Regions from separate parts of the Hordeum vulgare genome. Here regions 2 and 3 are each linked to region 1. The links are chromatin contacts, called in public Hi-C maps. All regions are on one chromosome and are shown on one strand. The core of a region is the stretch at or near the end of the contact, and the rest is flanking DNA. Distances in the headings are between cores, read along the strand shown. Region 1 holds the start of LOC123402539 (translation initiation factor IF-2). Region 2 has its middle 21 kb from the start of LOC123402306. Region 3 holds the start of LOC123402306 (B-box zinc finger protein 32-like).

What was found. A called contact is a pair of places that touch in the nucleus more often than the background predicts.
Region 2: a Hi-C map of leaf shows a contact between it and region 1, with 5 times the contacts expected there. The contact joins the enhancer-like site here to the promoter of LOC123402539 in region 1. A contact is called at or near these places in 1 of 6 Hi-C or Micro-C datasets (leaf) and 1 of 1 datasets of contacts at active chromatin or transcription factors (embryo).
Region 3: a Hi-C map of leaf shows a contact between it and region 1, with 3 times the contacts expected there. The contact joins the promoter of LOC123402306 here to the promoter of LOC123402539 in region 1. A contact is called at or near these places in 1 of 6 Hi-C or Micro-C datasets (leaf) and 1 of 1 datasets of contacts at active chromatin or transcription factors (embryo).

The regions. Positions count from the first base shown.
Region 1 is chr6H:127,294,879-127,298,061 of MorexV3_pseudomolecules_assembly, reverse strand. It overlaps LOC123402539 (translation initiation factor IF-2), which reads right to left and starts at 1,548. Exons shown (of 2, transcript XM_045096463.1): 1 at 262-1,548. The coding sequence starts at 1,353. LOC123405210 reads right to left here. Exons shown (of 2, transcript XM_045098988.1): 2 at 1,872-2,422. The coding sequence ends at 1,872.
Region 2 is chr6H:126,955,194-126,958,376 of MorexV3_pseudomolecules_assembly, reverse strand. No RefSeq gene overlaps it. Among protein-coding and RNA genes, the nearest start is that of LOC123402306, 21 kb to the left of the region's middle. Within about 2 kb of position 1,631, at least 3 of the 3 cell types and tissues checked have open chromatin away from gene starts, as enhancers often do. A contact at or near this core is called in leaf, where this site is marked.
Region 3 is chr6H:126,976,537-126,979,719 of MorexV3_pseudomolecules_assembly, reverse strand. LOC123402306 (B-box zinc finger protein 32-like) reads right to left here and starts at 1,436. Exons shown (of 1, transcript XM_045096206.1): 1 at 1-1,436. The coding sequence starts at 956.

The DNA of each region.
Region 1 (3,183 bases), core at 299-2,798:
GCAAGCAAAAACCCACTACCAAGAGTAATTGCTGGGGACTGCTATCAGGACCTAAATTGCATGAATAATGCTGCATGCGTACTACACTGTCTGTGTATCACTTGAAAAAATAAAATATGATTATCTAACATTGACTAGATATAGTAGTGATGATGGCTATAAGGTGAAGGAAAATCGATCAAAGACAGTAAACTGAGCACAATGACAATGCAGCAAGAAGCAAAAGTCATGCCATGTTATCAGGGAATGATTTGTCTGTACCTGGTAACTAGGACCAAAGGCCATCCCTGTGAGCTTGGATTTGTCCTCCCTTGGACGGTTCTTGACCAGCTCTGCCTGATTCACCTCTATAATCTCCATAGGCATATCCCTCCTACCTCTCTTCACTCCAATCCTGCCCAATTCTGGTGGAAGTGCTGGCTCCCGCATTGGTGGAGCTGCCATTGCCACCGCCTCAGCACTGTAACCTCCAGTATATTCCCCTCCACATGGCGGCGCTGTCGAATGCCCGTATCCACCACTGTGCTCCCCGCCATATCCATTGCCATACCCACCACCTTGCTCTACTCCATATGCTGCATACTGTGGTTCGGTCCCATAATTCAAATTGCTATTCGGATCCAAACCATAATTTGCATAATAGTTTGGATCCCATGCATAACCTTCGTACCCATTAGCATTTCCAACTCCAGCATCATAACCCTGGTGTTGGACGTCTCCAGCTCCGACACCAAGACCCTGTTGTTCTTGCTGCTGCTCCGGAGCAGGCATGGCGTCCTCATCACTGCTTTCCTCAGGACCGTCCTCGTCGGCAGGGCCAGTATCGGACCTTTCTGGCGCCCCTCTGTTGACAGCCGAGCTAGAGGGGCCAGCAGCACCAAGATTTGACCTCTCCGGCCCGGCGGTGTCTACGGCCGACCTCCTGGCTGCGCCGGAGCCAAACCCAAGCGAGTGCCTGGGCGCCGGGAGGAACGAAGACACCGGCCCCGATCCAGCAGACAGGGGCGGGGGCGCCTCGCTGGCGCTGGGACGGCGCTTCTCGGCGTCATCCTCCTCGTCCGAGCTGACTCCGGTGGTCTGGCGGATCGGTGGCGGGCGGAACTGGACGACGCGCTTAGGGTTTCCGGAGTAAGCGGAGGATTTGGGAGGTGGGATGGAGGAGAAGGTCGGGGCGGATTTCGGCGCCGGGAGCGACGAGAAGATAGGCGCCGACTTGGGCTGCGGGAGCGCGGAGAAGATGCCGCCGGCGGGCTTTCCGCTGGCCTCGCCGCGGCGGGTAGCGGGAGCGGGTGAGGGGATGCTCTCGTCGGCGTCTTCATCTGAAGAGGCGTAGGTGGCAAGAAGCGAATCCATGTTTGCGGCGCGGTCGTCTGGGGCAGGAGGCAGACGGCCGCGGCGGCTTTGGGGTTTGTTTCGAGTTGGAGTTGGAGTCGGAGTCGGAGTCGTCGACGGTGAGCGGAGGCGGTGGTCGGGTAAGGTACGGGGAAGTGGGGGGAGTTTCCTGGGCTGGGCTTCGGCGGGGTACTTTTTATGTAACGGGCTGGGCTTCACCCTTTTTTTGAGGAACACTATGATTTCCATACTTAAACTGGCAGGGCTAAAACACTGGCCTGTCGAACGAGTGCACCAAAAAGCCGTCGGAAACGTTTAAAAACAACTGGCAGAAATCATCCGGGTCGCCTGCATGCCAGGGGTCGCGATGGGATCAGGCTCAGGATGTAAATGGACATCTCACCGGGTGTTGTGGTACTTGAACGCTCTCACCGCTACTTCTTATATGGGATTATGTCCTAGTCCAATTATTATTTTATGGCGTATGTGATGTTCACATAGTGCCGCGTATTTACAAAGCGAACTGATACAGGGTGCATTTATGGTAGAAACCGCTCCCGCAGCTTGGCCCCCTCGTCCCTGAAGCCGGCGTTGTCGCGCAGCAGGCGTTCGCAATCCCTGATGACGCGGTTGAGCTGGTCGAGCAGCTGGCGGTTGGCGCCGTGGAGGTGCACCACGTGCGCCCACAGCTCGCTCAGCTGCTTCTGCTTCCTCATGCGCGATAGCCGCGCCGACTCCCGGTTCAACACCATCCGTCGCCGCCGCCGCTCCTCCGCCAGGCTGCAGTGCGCCTGCTGGTACTCGTCCGAGTTGGACGAGTTGTTCCCGAACGGGAGGAGGGCCCCGCCGCCGGTGGCCTCGTGAAGCAGTTGTGCGACGACGTCGTGCTGCTGCTGGTGGTGGTACGAGGAGGAGAAGGGGGACGACGTCGCGTGTGGGACCAGGAGGCCGCCGTCGTTGTACGGGAAGACGAGGTCGTCCGGAGCCACCACCTGGTAATGGGGCCTGAAGGCGGCGGTGATCGCAGCCGCGGCCGACAGGTACGGCACGCTGGCAGCTTGGGGTGTCGGGGAAGGAGATGAACACGCCGCTGGCGTTCATGGGCTTAGTTGGGCTGTTCACTAACGCCACTTATTTTTAGGTGATATCCACAAACGCCATTTAGACTGTGATGGGGTTATAGTCATAGGGTAGGGTCATAAGCCTACCTTATAGGTCCTACCCAAGGACCACCCTTCATAAGGGACAAGGCCCTTTGTCAGCTCCGACTGAACTAAGGAATTCCCATCATCCAGTCGGTAACAGACATCCGACCATCCAGTCGAAGGCGAGCATTCGGAGCGTATCGATCGGACCGACTGGATTCCACTCTGTACATCGTAACCCCCCAGGAGGGAAACAGTCGTACGTTTCCTCACGCTTTTATTAGCATTTAGGTCGTACGTTACCTGTAACGTAGGTATTTATTCGCCATTATTCCACCCCTGCGCACCGACCGTTGTGAAGGGCAGCGCACTCTATATAAGCCACCCTTCCCCACTGGTGCAAGGGTGAGCAACTCATTGTATTCCATATTTCCACTCGACAACAAGCTCCCTGAGCACTGAGACGTAGGGCTATTACCTCCATCGCAGAGGGGCCTCAACTCATACAACCTCGCCATAGCTAAGGCTTTGCCCATCCTTTTCGTATCCTACACATCTACTGTCAGGCTTATACCCACGACAGTTGGCGCCCACCGTGGGGCAGGCGTCTAAGCGACTTCCGGCGAGTTTGCGACTACTTCCTTTCATCATGTCGTCCGGTGGAGGTTCGAGCATGGGTCACCAGATCTTCTTCGGCGCTCTCTCC
Region 2 (3,183 bases), core at 382-2,881, 340 kb after region 1:
CGACCCGCAATTTTGCTGTTATTTTATTGGCGGGGCGGGATGCGGGGTCTGTTAGAGTTGCTCTTACAAAGCAACCTTAACCAAAATTAGAGTCTCAGATAGAAAAACTAACTAACTGATTTAACCCTTCAATTATAGCGGGCGTATCCGTGCATGTAGGCCATGCATAGCTAACTGGTGATCTTGCATAGTTAACTGGTGATCTAGCTAGTGACCACGCTCAGCTGGTGGCATCCACCAATTTAATTAACAGGCTCGTGGTTAGAAATATCTTGGCTAGTGGCTGGCAATTGGTTTAGTTTATTATAGGCATGCTAGCCATGGTTGCGTGCCTTGGCAAGTCTTGCTCCTACTCCACGCCGTAGAGCGTAGAAATATCTGGGCAGAAGGGGTGACACCATGCCACGGCCCAGACAAGGCAACCAGCACCAGCCTAGGAGTATAAAAAACACCGATTAAGTCGTTGTTAAAGATGCACTCGAGTGGACTCGGCGTGTGGTCGGTAACCTCGGGCTAATCTCCGTTGGGCATTTGACAGCCATGCGATTTAAGTATGGCGAGGCGTGTCGTCGCGTGGTCGTCGTAGGGGCTTTGGAGAAGCTTATAGTAATTAAAGATGCGAATGAAACGCGTGGTGCGGCGTGGCTCTATTCGGGGCTGCGGTTATGCAAGTGGCTGCAGATCGATCAAAAGCTAGTAGCACAGCACGGGAGGTCCACGGATATGATATGTATATATCTCTAAAAATGTGTCTGGATGATAACAAAATAAGATTCTTGGAGACGTCGAGGAGCTGGCCAAGTGGAGCCAGCATATGTGAATGCTTGATCAGCAGTTGACTGCTTTCTGCACACAAGAAATGAAATTAAGAAATGCCGGAGACCGGCAAAGAAAGGTGTTTGTTCCCCGGACGTGTACAGCCATACATCCATCCTTGGCTCGCTCGCTGCATACTCTTCGTCGCGTGGAACACAACGGCATCGCATCGCACGGCCAGGGGCTCTGCCGGCCGTTGCGCGCTGAGAGCTAGCCACCGGACGCGTGGACGCCCCCACGGCCGCATCCCCCGTACGCTGTACGCAGTACGTGCCGCGCTTCTCACAGTCACCACGCGCATACGTACCACGTACCTACGTACACGGCAGCACACTGGACTACTGGATGGACGGTCGATACGCGCGCGCCGGACCGGCCAACTCGCCCACGCCAAGCAAAGCAGGGCCGGGGCCTGGGCCGGCAGCCAACCGTCCCGACGCGATCACCGCGCCCACCGCGCGCGCCAACCGCATCCTGCTGCGTTTCCGTGGCCGCGGCGCGCGCGTCACCCAGAAGCCCACGCGGCCGGCGTTGACAACATGTGGTGATCCGTGGCCCGGACGATCTTCCCCCGGGGGAAAGAAAATATCTCGGGAGCCGGCTCGCCACTCGCCAGCCACAAAGAGGCGGCGAGGAAAAGGAGTGACGGCGACGGCGGCGGGGCCAACGGCCAAGTGGGTCTGGCGACGCGGACGGCTCCTCGTCCGCCGCGGGCTCGCGACACGTACGTGCTGCGTCGCCCCGATCTCTCCTCGTGCTAGTGTAGCGTGCGTTCGTCGTGGCGGGCGGGCGGGCGGACGTGTGGACCGGCGCGTCGTCGGTGACGACTGGCCCAGTCACCGGTGTACTACGTGCTTCAAGGGACTCTCTATACAGTAGGTGCAGGTGTGATGAGTGTTGCGTTCCGCCTGTCAAGGGCGGTGTGGGCTCGGGAACGTGTGGTGCTGCGCGTGCGTGCACGTGAACGACCGGATGGATAGCTCCACGTGATGATGTGGAGTGGACCTGCTCTCTCAAAAAAAACACAGACAACTTCTGTCTCTGCTACTGCTAGCCTCAGAACCCGATTCACAAATCCTTTTGGGCAGCCGAGGGCCTCTGGTATGAATGCCACGTCTTTCTCATTTATTATGCACGTCTTCATGTACTCGGCTGTCCAAAAGGATTTCCATCACGGTAATTAAAGACGTGGACGCTAAAATTGCCAACCGGAAGAGACTGGCCACAAGAAACAGAAACAGGGTAGAAACGACACGTGCAGATTCGCCCCTCTCCTCTATCCCCCAATTCACTTAAGGGCATCTCCAATGATTGTAAGATAGTTGTTGGTAATTTTGACACATAGGATTTTTGATGATGTGTCATTGCAATAAATGAGGAAAGAGAACAAGGTTGTATGTAAATTAACCAACACCCTTGCACAAGCTTCAATGTAGAATGAGAGAGCACCTTATTTATTACCTCACATCTTATTGGGCAAACTAGATACAACCCATTGGAGTAGTTGTATGTTAAGGTGTTGGCTGATGACATGACATATTTTACCAACAAGTTAACCAACAAACTGTTGGAGATGCCCTAACAAATTCACCCAAATTCAATGCATCGGGTCACCCCCAAACAGTGACGAAATCCCGGCAACGGGGAAATGCGCGCGGCGTGACCATCCCGAGCCACGGAGTAGCGTGGCAAAATATCAGGAGCCCCACTTGTGCAACTGGCCCGGATTTGTGTGAGGATCGCATGTCTGTTTTTTTCTCCCAGATCGTCATATTCACAGGTTCACGAGCAGCGGCCGCCTGGAACTTTCGATGCGTGACTCCTCCCCGTTTCCCGTATCCGCAAACCCAACTACAGGGTCGGTTAGCGACGCAATTATAACGGCGCTCCATCGGGCCCGACGACGCGATTCGACTCGATCCATGGCCGAAAGCCGTCGCCGCTGCCCACGAGATCGATCGACCGCGATCCGGCAGGATCAAGATCCCACCCACTAGGCGTTCAGCGTGGCCCAAGCGTTCCTGGTGAATATGCAAAGGCGAACCGCGAGGAGGCGACACATGCGGATCCGTTTTGCTCCCGCAGCTGCTGTACCAGATCCCGAGGAATGGATAGAAAGGCAGAGAGCAATGCGAATGTGTATGCGACTCTGCTACTTGCAACTTGCAGGTTGCAGCTTTTGCGATCACCACCCACATGGCCACATGGCAGGGCAAATGAAACTGCTGCGCTCTGTATCTAAAACCAGGTGCTTCGGTCTGTTCCTGCCCGGCTGGAAAACCAGGGTCCTGCTTCTTCTTGTGGTCGAGGAGACGCCACTCGTCCTTGTCCTTGGAGTGCTAGTATGAAATTGCTGATCTTATGGCT
Region 3 (3,183 bases), core at 187-2,686, 320 kb after region 1:
GCCGCTGTGCGCGCCATCCACGAAGCCACCGTGACCACCAGCCTCGCCGGCACGTGCGAGCTGGCCTCCAGCCGGCGGAGCAGAGTGGCGTCCCCGCAGCCGGATCCGGCGACCTCCGACCAGAGCGCGGCGGCCATCGCGACGCGGAGCGGGACGCGGGAGGCGGAGACGCCACGGCCCAGCGCCCGGAGCGCGCCGGCCGCCCTCGCCGCCCGCCGGCGCGCCGTCCCCGGCGCGAGGCCCATGCGCTTGGCCCAACCTTCGAGGACCGCCTCCGCCCGCGCGCGCCGGTGCTTGCACCCCGGCCTCCTCCTCCCCGCCGCCGCGGAGGCCGCCGCAGAGCACGAGTCGGCGGTGGACACGCAGGAGGAGCTGGACTCCGACTCCGAGTCCTCGCCCTCGCCCGCGGCCGCGTGGACGAGGCGGCGGCGCAGGTGCCTGGAGGCGAGGAAGTTGGCGCCGTGCACCTTGGCGTCGCATGGCACGCAGAGGAACGCCGAGTCCGCCGCGCAGTGCACCGCCGCGACGCGCCCGCACAGCTCGCACCCCGCGATCGCGCCCGCGCACCTGTCGCCTGCCATTACCAACAACGATTCCCTCTCCTCGATCCTCTTAACAACCTCCGCCTGCAGCCTCGATGCGAGGGGCGGATCGCTCGCGCCTACAAAAGCAAGCCCACCGGAGCTACCGTTCCGGGAAGGTGCCCGGCGGCGACCGCGGGCTGCAGAGGGGGAGACGGGAGACCCGGTCTCTGCGCGGTGGTCGGGAAACCGCGGCGTGGCGATGCGGGCGGAAGGAGGATGGGTTCGGACGGACTTTGGAGTCGGCAGGCAGGTCGGGTGGAGGATATTTAAAGAGGCCCCCTCGGCCTCCCCTCGGCTGCAGATGGATGGATGGAGACCAGTGGCTCCTAGCGGCGAAGCGTAGTCCTGCTCCTGTGCGTCGCCACCACTCATCGCTGGGGCCCGCGTCTTCGTTCGTTCGATTCAATTTACGGTAGGCCGTGGAGAAAAGAATGTGGAGCGTGCGGTTTTCCGTTTGGGAGTGTGTGGACGGCGGGGGTCGGGGTGTTGGGTGGGGCTCGATCTTATTTGTGGCTCACGTTCCTTGCCGTGTTGGACGTCCCGATATTTTCCGGGTCTGCAAGTGGACGGTTTTTCTAGTGTGGGAACTATAGCTGGCTGCCGGTGTTATTGCCGTCATAAATGCAACTTCACGGGGCCGCTTGATCTGAGATGGAGGGTCAGGATTTGATCCATGCCCTACCGTAGGGATCGGGACGTAGCCGGTCGTCCTGTTCCATTGGATCACAAATGAAGGGCAAGGGACTGGGTCACACCCTCTTTCCCCGTTTTCCTTCTCTGTGCAACTTGGCCTTTACCCGCTCATGATCCGCTGGTTACTGTTGAAGCTATTTAAAAATGTACTCCCTCCGTCCCAAAATAAATGTGTTAACCCTAGTGTAACTTTTTTATACTAAAGCTAGTATAAAATTAAGATAATTATTTTGGGACGAAGAAAGTATACGGACGGACTCTTCAAACCCAACTTCTTCAATATTTCGACGCGTCCACGGATATTGATCGTTTACGTCTCAACTTGCTCCGTTTTCCTTCTCTGCGCAACTTGGCCTCTACCCGCTTCCATACGTGATCCACTCGTCAAGGTCGGAGCTAAGTAAACACACATAATTATGAGACTTAGAGCATCTACAACCGACCATTTAAATCCGGTTCCTCAAACGTCCGCGGACGCGTCTCGACACGTCCGCGAACATTAACTAGTCACGCATTAAAAAATGCATTCTACATTTGAATGTCTTCAATTAAAAGAATGATTTTATACCATTACTTATGTTACACTTGATAGATTTGCCCCTAGTTTCGGAAAACCCTTGTTCTTGCCCAAACTACATTGCTCATCTCATGTTGTTGCCCTTCCGTCTCAATTTCGTCCGGTTAGTTTTTAGAGCCATGACTTGGCTTCGAGATCTTATGGGTTTCAACTCTAGCCTACCCCAACTTGTTTGGGACTAAAAGGCTTGGTTGTTGTTGTTGTAGTAGTCTCGTTTGACTGTGTGTTGACTCTATGTGGACTTTTCTTTGGACCATTTTACCCATGCGTCTTCATTATCTAGCGAGACACTGCTAAGTGGGACCCATTGATGAGAAAACCATCTCTCTCATCTCACAACCATGTGAGACCGCATACAACTGTCGCTCGTGCTGCACCTTCTACCCACCATCGCCAACCATCGTCGTTGTAGCCTCCGATGGCCTCCCCCACTGGCCGCCCCTAGTGGGTGTTGTTGCTGCAGCTTCTACCAGCCACCGTCGAGCTCCCCCGAGCACAGCACCGCCGTCGAGCTCCCGCGTCTCCGATCCGCGCCAGCCCCGCTTCCTCCACCAGCGAGCCCCCTCCCCATCGAACCACCGCGCCCCTCCGTCGGTCGCCCTCTCCCTTGCCTCTCCTTCTTCAGCCGGATGCCGAGGTCAACCCCACTAACTTGGACGTCGAGGCTCCCGCAGCCGGCCCCGTCGCCTCGCGCTCCCACTAACTCCGTCTGGATCCAACATCGGTCGGCCAAATCCGGCCGCTCCCACAGCCTCACGTCGGCCTCCGCCCCTTCGACCTGGTAGTCGTGTCCATGGTGTCGTCGCCCTCGTGTGGCTACGAGGGAGAAATAAAAGTGAAGTGGGAGAGTGATGGGTCCCGCTTGGAAGTCTCTCGGTACAAAGTGAAGAAGGAGGGGTAAAATGGTCCGACAAAAAGTCCACACACGGTCAACACACGGTCAAACAACACTAAGTGGACAAAACTGTGATGGAAGTGTTGGAGAACGTCGCATGGGAAACAAAAAATTTCCTACGCACACGAAGACCTATCATGGTGATGTTCACCTATGAGAGGAGATTTGGATCTACGTACCCTTGTAGATCGCACAGCAGGAAACGTTAAGAAACGCAGTTGATATAGTGGAACGTCCTCACATCCCTCGATCCGCCCCGTGAACTGTCCCACAAACCGTCCCGCGATCCGTCCCACGATCCGCTCCGATCTAGTGCCGAACGGACGGCACCTCCGCGTTCAGCACACATACAGCTCGACGATGATCTCGGCCTTCTTGATCCAGCAAGCAAGACGGAGAAGTAGATGAGTTCTCCGGCAGCTTGACGGCGCTCC